Regions from separate parts of the Mus musculus genome. Here region 2 is linked to region 1. Evidence: chromatin contacts called from public Hi-C data. All regions are on one chromosome and are shown on one strand. The core of a region is the stretch at or near the end of the contact, and the rest is flanking DNA. Distances in the headings are between cores, read along the strand shown. Region 1 has its middle 23 kb from the start of Nap1l5. Region 2 has its middle 28 kb from the start of Gm22367.

The links. A called contact is a pair of places that touch in the nucleus more often than the background predicts.
Region 2: a Hi-C map of liver shows a contact between it and region 1, with 4 times the contacts expected there. The contact joins two enhancer-like sites. A contact is called at or near these places in 2 of 39 promoter capture datasets (both in liver), 3 of 484 Hi-C or Micro-C datasets (the HL-1 cell line and liver) and 1 of 9 other capture datasets (embryonic stem cells).

What each region holds. Positions count from the first base shown.
Region 1 is chr6:58,926,453-58,932,886 of GRCm38.p6, reverse strand. No RefSeq gene overlaps it. Among named protein-coding and RNA genes, the nearest start is that of Nap1l5, 23 kb to the right of the region's middle. Within about 2 kb of position 4,801, at least 32 of the 459 cell types and tissues checked have an H3K27ac peak or open chromatin away from gene starts, as enhancers often do. A contact at or near this core is called in liver, where this site is marked.
Region 2 is chr6:59,068,233-59,074,233 of GRCm38.p6, reverse strand. No RefSeq gene overlaps it. Among named protein-coding and RNA genes, the nearest start is that of Gm22367, 28 kb to the left of the region's middle. Within about 2 kb of position 2,368, at least 15 of the 459 cell types and tissues checked have an H3K27ac peak or open chromatin away from gene starts, as enhancers often do. A contact at or near this core is called in liver, where this site is marked.

The DNA.
Region 1 (6,434 bases), core at 3,552-6,051:
TTCTGGTTGGTTGCCAATTTTTAAAGCTTAATCTTACTTTCAATCAAAAGATTAATATTCACAGCAGATCTGCTATCAGCCATGGCTGGAGCAGAGAGCAATTTCCACTTTGTCTCATTCTGATGCAACACCTACGCAGCGGAAAAAGCCATTTGCAGGCTGGCTCTGCTCTCTGAACCTGACTTGTCTAGGCGAGGACCATTAGAACCAGTTCCTGCTGGTATACTCAACACTGTCTTAGAGCACTGTGGGCTGACTAAACTGTGAGCAGTATTGCGCTTGCAATTCTTTGTAAGTTAAAGACTCAGAGTGAAAGAATAAAAATGGCTCCGATACCCTTTACAGCAGTCTGTCTAGTGGCTTCCTAGTTTTCAGTAGAGGCAACTGGATGTAGCAACCATCAGAGACATAAAAGGAGTGTCATACATTTAAACTTGATTTTCAGAAGAGATTTAATCTTTGGTAAGATGGTGTCGACAGTATGTGCATCACAGAATGCTGTGTGAAAGACTAATTGCAGTCTAAATTCTGTTCTGCTTTCATGGATGTTTCTTCCAGGACACTCACGTCCTCTGTGCTCTCCACCCCCACCCCCAGTGAGGCAAGGTGGAGTCCCTGCTGAGATCAGTACCCATGGGGTGTTTTCTCAGTGTCCATTTGGTTAAAGCAGTAGAGAGGAACAAAACTGTACCCCAAATGCTGAAGCTACTTAGGAGAATCTAGAATGTTTTAATTTCCTTCATTGATATAATTTTGTTCAGTTGACCCTAAAATGCTCTAAAGAGAACATTCAAATTAAAAAAAAAAAAAAACAGAAGGAAGGAAGGGAGGGAGGGAAGGAGGGAGGGAGGGAGGGAGGAAGGAAGGAAGGAAGGAAGGAAGGAAGGAAGGAAGGAAGGAAGGAAAAGAAAAGAAAAAAGAAAAAGAAGCCAATATGTTTTCAAATTGCTCCACCAGCATGGCTACAAATGCTAGCCAACATGGGATGTTCCAAATAAGGGTAATATGCACATACCCAACACTGTACATATCACTGGCAGTGGTCCATGATTATAACACATGTATGAATATAAACGAAGGCCAGAATTGTAGATACACATTCATGTGTATGTGAAGGGAAAGTCTATGTGCATTGACAATTCCATATTATTTTGAAGGTTCATGGTTCCCAGAATGGTGCCAGCCAGGGTCAAGTGCATGGCCCAAGCAATCAGTTTGTTGGCACGTTGTTGAAGCATGAAAAAAAAAATACACAGAAATGGGTAAAATGTCACTAATATGGGCCCCAGAACAATACTTACATGAAATATAATCAGAAAAATATTTAAATTACCAATGTCCTTTAAAAAGAGAAATTGAATTCAAACCATTGTGTACATTTTTTTTTACACATGACTGCATTTTGTATTTAAAAAATAAATTATTTTTAACTGTAGAAGCTCTGAAGTTTGTGTCAGCATCATGTGACTACACTGCTGATGGGGTGTGACCTTTCCCTTCTTGTAGGATCCAATGCTGGCTCATTTGCATCCCTCCGAAGCCTCAGGAGGATTAGGTTTTTGTTCTGTCTCCAGAGAAGGAAGGGCCCTACAAGGAGAGGCAAATTGTGCACACGAGTGTGGTAGTCAGTGCAGAAACTGGAAAAGCAGGTGGTCCTTTCTACCAGCTGCCTTTAGACTATTCGAAATAGCTGAAGGGGTGCAGAAGCGAAGCAAATTCTGCTTAAGGAGAATTCTCTTTAGTTAAGTACCTTTCCAAAGTCTACTCGGCCACCTTGGGTACAGAGTTTAGGCATTTACTGTTCTAAAATTAAACAGGGACAATCAAAAGTTTGGAGAACATGCATTGCATCTGTGCGAACACCTCAGCTTTCTGAGTCACCTGGCAGGCCAAGTGCCACACAGCTGCCTGAAGGGAAGTCTCAATTGTAGGCACAGGACTGTCCTCCTGTGGCTGAGGGAACACAGGACTCCAGGGGTAAAAGGCATGGGAGTAAGACTCATACTGCTCATGTGGTATATACTTCGAGTGAGTAAAATGACCTCGGTGGAAAGACCTTGTTCTACTGTGAAAATATGAGTGACTTTCAGAGTACAGCGATGATATTTAGTTCCATTATTCCAAAACTGAAGCCCACCTGAAGTACTTTAGTTGTTCTTCAATGGAAGCAAAGTAATAAACTTGGAAAAAATGATAGGTAGTATTTAGTTACCCCGATTCCTTCAATATTTTGAAGTTGCTTTGTGTATGCATTCATGCATTACATATGGTATATACATGTAAGTATAACAATGAAGGATGCCAGAGCAGGACAGGCTTCCTATCATTCTCCACTTTATTGCCTTCAGACAAGGACTCTCTAAATGAACTGCAAGCTCAACCGCCAGGGACTTTTTGATATCTGCCTGCTGTTTCCTCTCCTAGTGCTGGGGTTAGAGGGAGCACAGCCATTCCCAGATGTTATGTAAGAGATGGAGATCCAAACTCAGATGGTCGTGCTTTCAGAGCAAGCTGTGTACCCACAGAGCAGATGCTGATCCTTCTGACGAAGCCAAAAAGTTAAGTGAGCTCAAATTCACACAGGTCTACCGCTTGTGTCAAAGACTGGACGCATTCTGGATGTTCGCCTCGCCCTCTGCCCTGGCCATGTAGTGCTTGCGCTTCACAAAGCTGGTGGCCCAAACAGAATGTTGCAATGTGACCTGCCCATGGTGGGAGGGCTCACTGGGGAAGGGAAGTGAGACCTAAATGGCTTCATCATTGCTTTTCTGGGATGGATTCAGCATCTTGTAAGACAAAATTTACCAGTGTTATCTCTAAGCTATGTCAGCTTGCCAAGGCTGAACTTACACAGTAGAATCTTATACCCACTAAGCCAAATCAGAACTCCCTAGTGCATTTCAGAGCCCTGGCATGCAGACAGGGGGTATTTGGCAGGACCGGAGGTGCTGAAAGCTCGGTTCTCACTTTCCTCTCCAGCTACACGGCTTATTACCACGGGGGGGGGGGGGGAGCATTGCAGAAAACATGGTGAGAAGCAAATCCCTTGGACCACTCAGATTCCCAGCAGAGCCCATGTATGTTTAAGTCATATGTTGCCATAAATTCTGAAGTTCTCAAAAGCCATTCAAAAACATGAATCAATCTTTAGACCCTCCTTCTGGGCATGATTACTACATGATAAGACATTTTTGAGACACTGATATTTTTCTTTAGCTGGTACTTCTGAAACACTGACAATCCCTGTGTATAATAGGCGCGGTGAGGAAGGCGAGAGAGTACTCCTCACACCAGAACAAACATGTGGCTGAGCTACTAGAAGGCCACCTCAGTGAGGACTTTGGGATGAGTATTGTAGCTCAGAAAGGGCTGTAGGGTTCAGGTCTCGGGACAGGCCTGTCATTAATGCTTGCTCTCTGCCATGCTGCTTGTCTAGCCTTCGGAAGGGTGCAGAGCACGCTGTGCATCTATAGAAATGACCAGTTCCACAACTAAACTCTGAGTAACAAAAAACGACCCACTTGACAACAGCCAGAAACAGAATGCCTACAGGTGCTTCAAGGCCCCACTACATGATCTGGGTACAGGATTTATCCTCCCAGAGCCTCCGTTTCATTGTATGAAAAAAAAAATGATTGCATTTCTTGCTTTATAGGTTGTTGTAGGCTCAGTGTTGTGTCTGCATTGAAATAAAGTGTTTTTGTAGTTCAGCAACACATTCTGAAGTCTTTCAGAACAGGCATTGTACTTTCCACGATCACTCACCATGCCATTCCCCATCACCCTCTCCTTTCTTGTTTGTATATGTTAGAAAAACAATATTACTCCAACACTCTAAGTATGGGTCAGTGTGGAGGAACACGTTCAGTTATGTTTGTGTGTGCTATGTGTGTGTTATTCATGTGTGTTTGTGGGGTGAATGTTTGTGCATATACATATGTGTTGTATTATGTGGGTGGGTGTACATGTGTGTGTTGTACATGTGTATTGTATGTATTTATATTGTGTGTGTGTGTGTGTGTGTGTGCATGTGTCTGTAGGCCAGAAGTCTACCCTAGGATGTAAAGATAAGCAAGATTTTATGGAAACAGTTAACCAATTCAGTTGGAGGAAAAAACATATCATGTCTATCACTATTTTCAAACATCCTGGCTGCTTTCTCAGAAGGATTACTGCTTGCTAAATGACCTCTCTGAGCAGGAGAAACCTTCTAAGTTTCTCCCTAAAGTCTTTGGGAGGTCCAGAACTGATCAGACACATCAACAGTTCAGAATGAACTGGGATGGTCTCTGAGATCAATGTGGAAACAAATGCCTAAGTCCAGTGGTGTGAAGAAGGCAAGGAGGAACCTTCCAATGAGTTTCTGGATGACTTAGATGCCCTGAAGTTTATTTCGGGAAATATTTTTAAATTAAAAGCTAACTGCCCCCGAAGGAGGGGTAGTTTGCTAAAATTTTGCCAAGCTGTTAAGGAGCATCCCAAATCCCACAACCTGTGGCCAGGGCTAAGTAGAGGAAGGCACATGGGGTCCTCCACTCTTTCACCCTACGAAGGAAGAACCAGATGAAGACCATGCCTGCCTGAGGCTAGCACCAGGGAAGCTTTCAGATTCAAATCATTCCACAATCTTGTCCCTTCCCACCCCTAACACTACCGCAGACATCAGTACACCCAGGTCTCTACTCTGAACATTCTGACAGTGACTTGAACTTGAGAGTCCTTCAATTCAGGGACAAAAGGTTAAGAGATCTATTTTTAACAAGCAGCTTTGGCAGTGTCCTGCCAGCCCTGCAGGACCTGCAGCCAGAACCTACTTGGCCCTGGCTCTTGGCTTTTATCCTGGAGAACACGGGCCACTGAGGAGCCAATAGGGACCAGGCTTATTTACAAATCTGCTTTTGCTATCTTCCTCCTAATCTGAAAGAAAAGGGGACCACAAAAGACCAGTCTGGTTATTAGGGTCTGGCTCCATTTTAAGTCTTACTTAAGTTTGTCAGGAAGTTTAACACCAGTGGGAACCAAATCCATAATTATCATAAATTGTACCTAACTCTCATGGGATTAGACTGAGGAAAATCAGCTTTCAAAAGATCTGAAGAGCATGTGATTCTGCACTGTGCCAAGCACCCAGTCATTCTGTTAGGAAAGAAAAAGAAGCTGACATCTGAGTTCCCTTTACTGGTGCTATAGGAAGAGTACACATCCTATTATTCTGGAAAAAGACAATGTGCAAGTGGGAAAGCTTGCAGGGACGAGTCTGGGGAGAGACCAGGCTTCACTCCACACCAGCATAGACAAGTCTGGGAAGAGACAAGGCCTCAGTCCACACAGACATGGAGGAGTCAGGAGAGAGACAACCTCAACCCACACCAGCATGCATGAGTCTGGAGGGAGGCGGGGCCCCAGCCCACACCAGCATGGGTGATTTTACCATCGCCTATTGTGCTGCAGGGTCTAGGATCTTTGTCCTCGAGGAAAGGCTAAGAGAGACAAACTGTCCACCCACACCCCACCAGAAGCCTAAAGCCAGAGACCAATGTCTGTGTACTCTTTACAGGGCTCCTCTTTTGTAAGGTTTAACTCTTTTTCCAAGAGCCTAGACTGGATTGGCTTGATGGTATGCCACTGTGTCACTCCCAAATGAACCCTGGTCAGTTTAACCTAAAGGGAAAAATCTTCACTTTTTCCTAAAGATACAGGGACCTGCTCTTTCATCCCTTGCAACAAAATAACAGAAGCAAAGACACACTATTCGATAATAACTCAATATTAATTATCTGCACTCCTCAATAAAGAGGCACAGGCACAGACTGGATCAGAAAACAGGATCCATCTTTTCACTGCCTCCCTCCAAGAAACACAGCTCATGACCAATGATATAACGGATACCATCTCATGGTCAAGGGATTGAAAAAAAAAAAAAAGATGATTCTAATGTCTGAATAGACATCAAACCAAAGTTATCCAGAAGAGATAAGGAAAGATACTTTACAGTTGTTAAAGGAAAAATCAGCAGACAGGATACTATGATTGTAAACATATATGTGCTGCACTGACTAGTTTTGGGTCAACGCAACACAACCTAGAGTCAACAGAGAGGATGGAGCCTTAACTGAGAAAATGTCTTCCTAAGATCTTTCCCTCCAAGTTGCTTTTGGTCACACTTTCACCGCAGCAATAGTAACCAAACTAAGACATTCCCTAAACAAAGGAGCATCTAATGGCATTAAAAAGGCATGTTTAGATTTAAAACAGCATGTTGACTCCAGCACAGTAATAGAGGGAGACTCCAATACCCACTCTCTCCAATAGACAGGTCATCTGGGGGAAAAAACAACAACTGAGAAACTCTAGATTTAAATGATAGCATAAAGCAAGTGACATTTACAGAACAGACATTTTCGGTCCAATCCACCTAAATGCTAAAACTGCAC
Region 2 (6,001 bases), core at 1,119-3,618, 140 kb before region 1:
CCCCTTGCTAGAGCTACTTTCTACATCAGACTCCTGTGATCTCTCCTCTCTTACTTTGTTCAAAGCCTCATTCTCTTTCTGCAACTCAGCCCCACACTTCTCCCGGTCCTTAATACAGTTACATACTAACTTCCATACCGGAAGCACCATTTTGACGAGGACGCCTTGCTCCTCGGCAAACTTCAGATCCTTCCCTAATTTCTCCCAACTAGGCCCTGTAAGATGCCCTGACACGGGGAACCATGGAGCCACCTGATCAACGGCCTTTAGAAAGTTTTCTAACGTCTCCTTTTTCAGCCCGATTCCTTTTTCTTTCAACAAATCCTTTAATGCCTGGTGAACAGACTGCCCTGATGTTGTGTTACCCATAACTGTTTTATCTTAATCGTCCCTAACTGGGAACCTTATTGTCTCTAACTGAGAACTTGAATCGTCCCACTTACCTCAATAGTCCTTAATCTGGGAACCTTATTGTCTCTAACGGAGAACTTGGATCATCCCATTTACCTGGGAGCTTTCCAGCCAGCTACCCAAACCTCTTGAAGTTCTGGACCCGCAGCGCTCTCTCGAAGCAGAGTCCTCGTACGAGCCACCACTTGTCGCATCCACCCCAACCAGCAGGAAAGACACAACACCACGTTGTCCTTCTTCAGTTGTCCTTCTTCAAGCAGGTTTATTCAGGAACACTTTGTATTGCAATGCAGGAACAGGAATCCGCAGAACAACCCTGGGGCGTGCCTTAAATACCCTACTGACTCCTCCCAATCACCCCAGTCACATAGCAGCAGTCCATTGGTTCACAGCAAGTGACACACCTCAGGCGAGTTGACAAGGCATGGCGTCTGCACAGTGCAGGTGCCTGGGATGTGGCTAAGTCAGAGGTAATGAGGAAGTCAGGCACAGGTCATAAGACCTGGCAGCCGTCCCAGGCGCCATCCTGGGGTCGTGGCCGCACCCGCTCCTCACAGGAAAGCTGGGGACAGGACACACTTCGGGGGCATCTGGAGTGTGCAGCATTTTGAGAAAAAAAAAAAAAAAAAAAAAAAGGAGTTCAGTGGCGAAAGGCAAGACCCAGCAAATAATCCTTCAAATGAGAACACACTTCAGAGCCAGGGATATGTGTGTGTACCTAACAGCTGGTGCACTGAATAAGCCTTGCTAGATATATCAAATAGGTGGCCTGAATTGAGCTCATTTCAAAAGGGTGCAACCCAGAGTTAGTATAAACCTAAGGAATAAAGTCCCATAAGACTTCAGACACCAATCACATTCCAGGTTGTAACTTGCATGCAGCGCCAGCTGGCTTACATGTAGGATTTCCACACTCCTGTCCTCTCACCCCAACAACACTGTGTGGCTGAGAACTCTCACATGCACTTCACTTTGGTTCTCCAGTTCATTATAAAGGAAGCAACCCTGCAGCAGCTGGATGTAAGAAATGCAAAAGCCAAGATGCTGAGGAAGGACCAGGAATTTCCATGGCCTCCCAGTATGTCACTCTCCACATTGCTTCATTGGATTTGCAACTCAAAAACTCTGGAAACTGCACTCTGTCCCTTTTTACTGAGGTCTTACTAAATAATAGTGATTCATTCAACCGTTGTGGTTAAACACAATCTCCAAACTGTTCTCCCACTCTAGAGTTTAAAGGTCTCATCCTCCAGTCACCACACAGTTCTTTTGCTGAGCCTAGGAATTCTTGGATCTGTAAATAAATTATTATTATTATTATTATTATTATTATTATTATTATTATTAATCCTTCTGTCAGGTCTGTGAGACAACTGAAAACCAGATAACAAAGCCTATTTCCCAGATATGTCGACAGCTGTCTTTTTACACCCTAGAAACCCAGAAGGTTTTACTAACTTCCCTTTGTGTGTGCTGCTACAGAACGTGACCTTGTTTACGCACTCCTTCTGCCAAACACTCAGCTTAGCCAATGACCTTTAAATCCACAGTCCTGTTGCATTGATATTCAGCCAGAGGAACATGTGATTAGTCCAAAGTTAGCTTGAGCTGTGTTTAAGCCACATATATTTTTGATCTAAAAATTTTGATTCCACAAGAACTATCAAAAATACCTTTGATTTCAGCATTCTCAGCTACTTAATCAGCAAGAAGATGTACTGGCTCATATGTCTGAAATCCTGAAAATATCATGAACTTTTCATCATTTTGCTTTGATGCTGTGTTGACTTCATTTTAGACCAACTTGTTTTCTAATTCCAGGTGGCTGCCAGGGGTTCCTATGGCAGTATTCCAGTAAATGAGAACTGAAGACTCTGAAATCTTACTACTTAGTGATGGCTGACCGGCTAACCTGCCTGTGTTCAGGGGTGTTGGCTGAAGGCATAAGACTGCTGACTCGGATTTGCACAATTCACTAGTCACAGCGACAGCACAGGCTGGCACTTTATGTGGTGTTTCCTTATACCCAGTAGTGATTCAGAGGAGGCTGGGTAACTCCATCTGGGACAAGCTGTGCTACAGGAAGCAAACCCCTCACCTGGAGAACCTGAATCTTTCATAACTTGTGTTGAGCATGGACTGACCGTCACTCCCAAGGGAGACTATTTTTGTCTTAAGGGCTATTAGGTAAAGAAGTCTTTAAATAATCTCCTGATTATTTAAACTCAACTGAAAGGTAGAAAAAGAAATAGCCAAAATAATATTAAACTGACATGCACACAATAGAAGTGATGGCTCCCAGTCCATGCCAGGGGACTTCAAAGAAGGCCTTGGGAGATGACTGTGTGAAGTGTATGTTGGTGGAGATTCATTGTACGTTTCCTTAATCTGTTTCTAAATCAGACCAGGCTGTGCTGTGAGTTATTGATCCTTATAACCTAGAGTCTGGCATATTATTAGCATAGCTAGTTTGTTGAATGAATGAATAATGTTTCTGTAAATCTATTACCACATTATATTCCAATCTTTACTTTTATAAACTTGTTCTTAAATATAATTTTATTTTATTCTCATCTTGAGATTTATACTCAACAAAAAATGTAGTTTAACTTTTTTCTGGTTCATGTTAAAATACTTTGTATGGTTTAGGGCTGAGAGTGTAGCTCTTAGAGTGCTTACCTAGCATCCAAAAGGCCCTGGGTTTGATTCTCAGTACTACCTAAAACTGGATGTGATGGTGTATGGAGTTGGATGGGTAGGGAGGTAGGGAAAATTCTGAAGAAGTTGAAGAAGTTGAAAGAATATGCTCAAAATATACTGTGTACAAAATTGTGTAATAAAATTTTTAAAAATAAAATAAAACAGGAAAAATAGTTTTTCTTTTTTTCCTCCGCTGATTTTTGCACAGACATCCTGGAAGAATTATGACAGGACAAGGCAGCCAATGCCTCCACTCAATTCAGAAAGCCTCTCACCTAGCACTGTTTCCTAGCATATAACAAGTTGAACAGAGCAATCTCTGGTTCATCCTAGATATAGTCACTGGAGCAACTGCTATGGATAGCAGACAGTGAACTTCATTACTGGTTACTCTTTGTCAACTTGACACAAACAAGAGTCAGCTGAGAAGAGTGAACATCAGTTGATAATTCCCTCCATCAGATTGGCTTCTAGGCATATCTGTGGAACATTTTATTGATTGATAATTGATGTGGGAAGAACAAGCCCACTGGGTGTTGCCACCTCTGGGCAGGTGACTCTGGGTTGTATAACTCAGCAGGCTGAGCAAACCATGAAAATCAGTCAGTAAGCAGCTTTCCTCATGACTTTTACCTCACCTCCTACTTGAGTTTCTGCCCTTGCTCTGTCAATGATGGACTATGATCATGACATTTAAACCAAATAAGCCCTTTCTTCCCTAAGTTGCTTTTGGTTGTGGTATTTATGACAACAACAGATACCAAACTAGAAATATAGATTACTTGATTCACCTCTACAGCCACAGAGGTAGTCATCCTTGGAAACTCCATGCAGGTCCAAATTTGGGGCATTAAGACACAAGAAGGGATGTGGGAATTGCAGAGGCAACAGACAATTGCTGGCCATTAGTAAGAAACATTTGTATTTAGTGGGTATCAGGCTTAGAAGATGAAGTAACTGTAATTTCTGGTGGTATAGGTTTCTTTTTTTTTAACTAAGATTAGTGTTTAGAGCAATTCCACCCAGGAAATCCACTGATGTCATCCTACCCTTTCCTTCGCATGATGGATGAAGTAATTACTACAAAGTGCTCTGAGGCACAGATAATCATTTAGCACAGTCTGTATTGCCTTTAACAGTTTGAATACAACCTAGTTTTTCAGCCTCAACTCTTTCTACCACCTTTCATTCTCTTCTACATATGGCTGGTTCAGATTTTCTATTGTCCTCCTATTTGCAGAACTTATAAATATCCTATGTCAGAACTTATAAATATTGCCAAACAACTATATTCATTTCTTAATGCCCATAATTTTTAAAGCAAATATAATTTCTCATATGTTTTGTTCCTCCAGTGATGTGGTTGACATTTGCCCTCTTCCCTACCAGGGTACAAATTCCAGAGTATAGATACCAGGTTGATTTATTTTCTTGTACTTCTATAGTGACTTCCAGATGGTAAGTGCCCAATAAACACCAGTGGCTAGCGAATATTTTCCAAAACACTAGTGGCAGTGTGACATATGAGTTACTACCTCTGGAATTATTGTCCCAGCTCACTTTCTAAACTGATCACTTATATTTGGCTAACTTTGCACAAGTTTCTTAAACTATTTTATGTTTGTTCTTTATAAAATAGATTTTTTTAATGCTTATGACATAGAGTTACTATTTTTTATTGAATGTGTAAAGGAGTCTAATGTTTAAATGTTATGCCAACTATACACTGAACAACTAGCTATTGTCACAATTAAACTTGCCTTGGAGATAGGAGGACAGGCATGCATATCCTTGCTATATCAGCCAGTTCCACAAGATTATAGCTAGCATCATTCATTAGAGAATAGTTCAAAATTAATCTTTAATTGTCATTAGCATGAACATATAAAATTAATTTTTAAATCAGAGAATTTGGATATTTATTTAAATCATCGGAGGATAGTATAGTAATAATGGCATGTCTTCTCAAGTTCTGTAGTCATTATTTTTATAAATTATTAAAGATAATAGTTCCTACTTATCATTTATTGTATGCCCAATCTATTTCAGGCAGCAGTGATACATGAATTATCCCACCAATTTTCCCACAACTTATGAGGATTAGGTTTTTTATTGCTCCGATTAAAGCATTTGAGTCCCAGATGAACTGAAAAAGTCCCTCATATCATTGGCTGCCGGAAAATAATGAAAGGGCCAAAACAAATGTTACTTCTTTGTAATTCAAGCATTCTTTATAATGTAGTTTGTACTATAAACTAGGAAATGACACAATGCTTTGTCTTCCCTTTGCCAAACTCTGGAGATAAACAACCCACGTCCTCAATGCCCAGTGGAAATTTCAGGGCCTGGCATCTCAAGGTTTCCACCCAGGAGGCCTCCTCTACCAGGAGATATACTGCCAGGAAAGGCACGAGCCTTATGTGACTTTGTGGTATGTACATTCTCAGAGGACTAGAAGGCATTTCATTGTCAAAGAACAACAAACAAACAAAAAAGAAACCAAAAAACCCGCTACTTGATAATATACTAATTCTTAGAGAAGACACCAGCTTTGCACTGCTGCCCTCTCTCTGTGTTGCTAGAGTACTGAGGGGTTCTGTTCTTATTCCCATCCCCATCTCTATGAATGTTCACTCCCTGAGGGCCTGATGGGGAGCCAAGAAACACAGCTTCACTTGCTGACTGAGGAGTTCCCTTCTTCGGAGATCCCCACTCAGGGAAAGCCAGAATTCCTGGCATCCCCACAAAAAAAGTTTCAGAATGAGTCACTATGAAGTGTTGTTGGAATTTATTAAGAAGCAGTTTTAAGGCCAGATGTAGTACTCATGCCTTGGATCTCAGCGCTTGGCTGCAGAGTCAGACGGGGCTCCATGAATTCGAGGGATGCGTG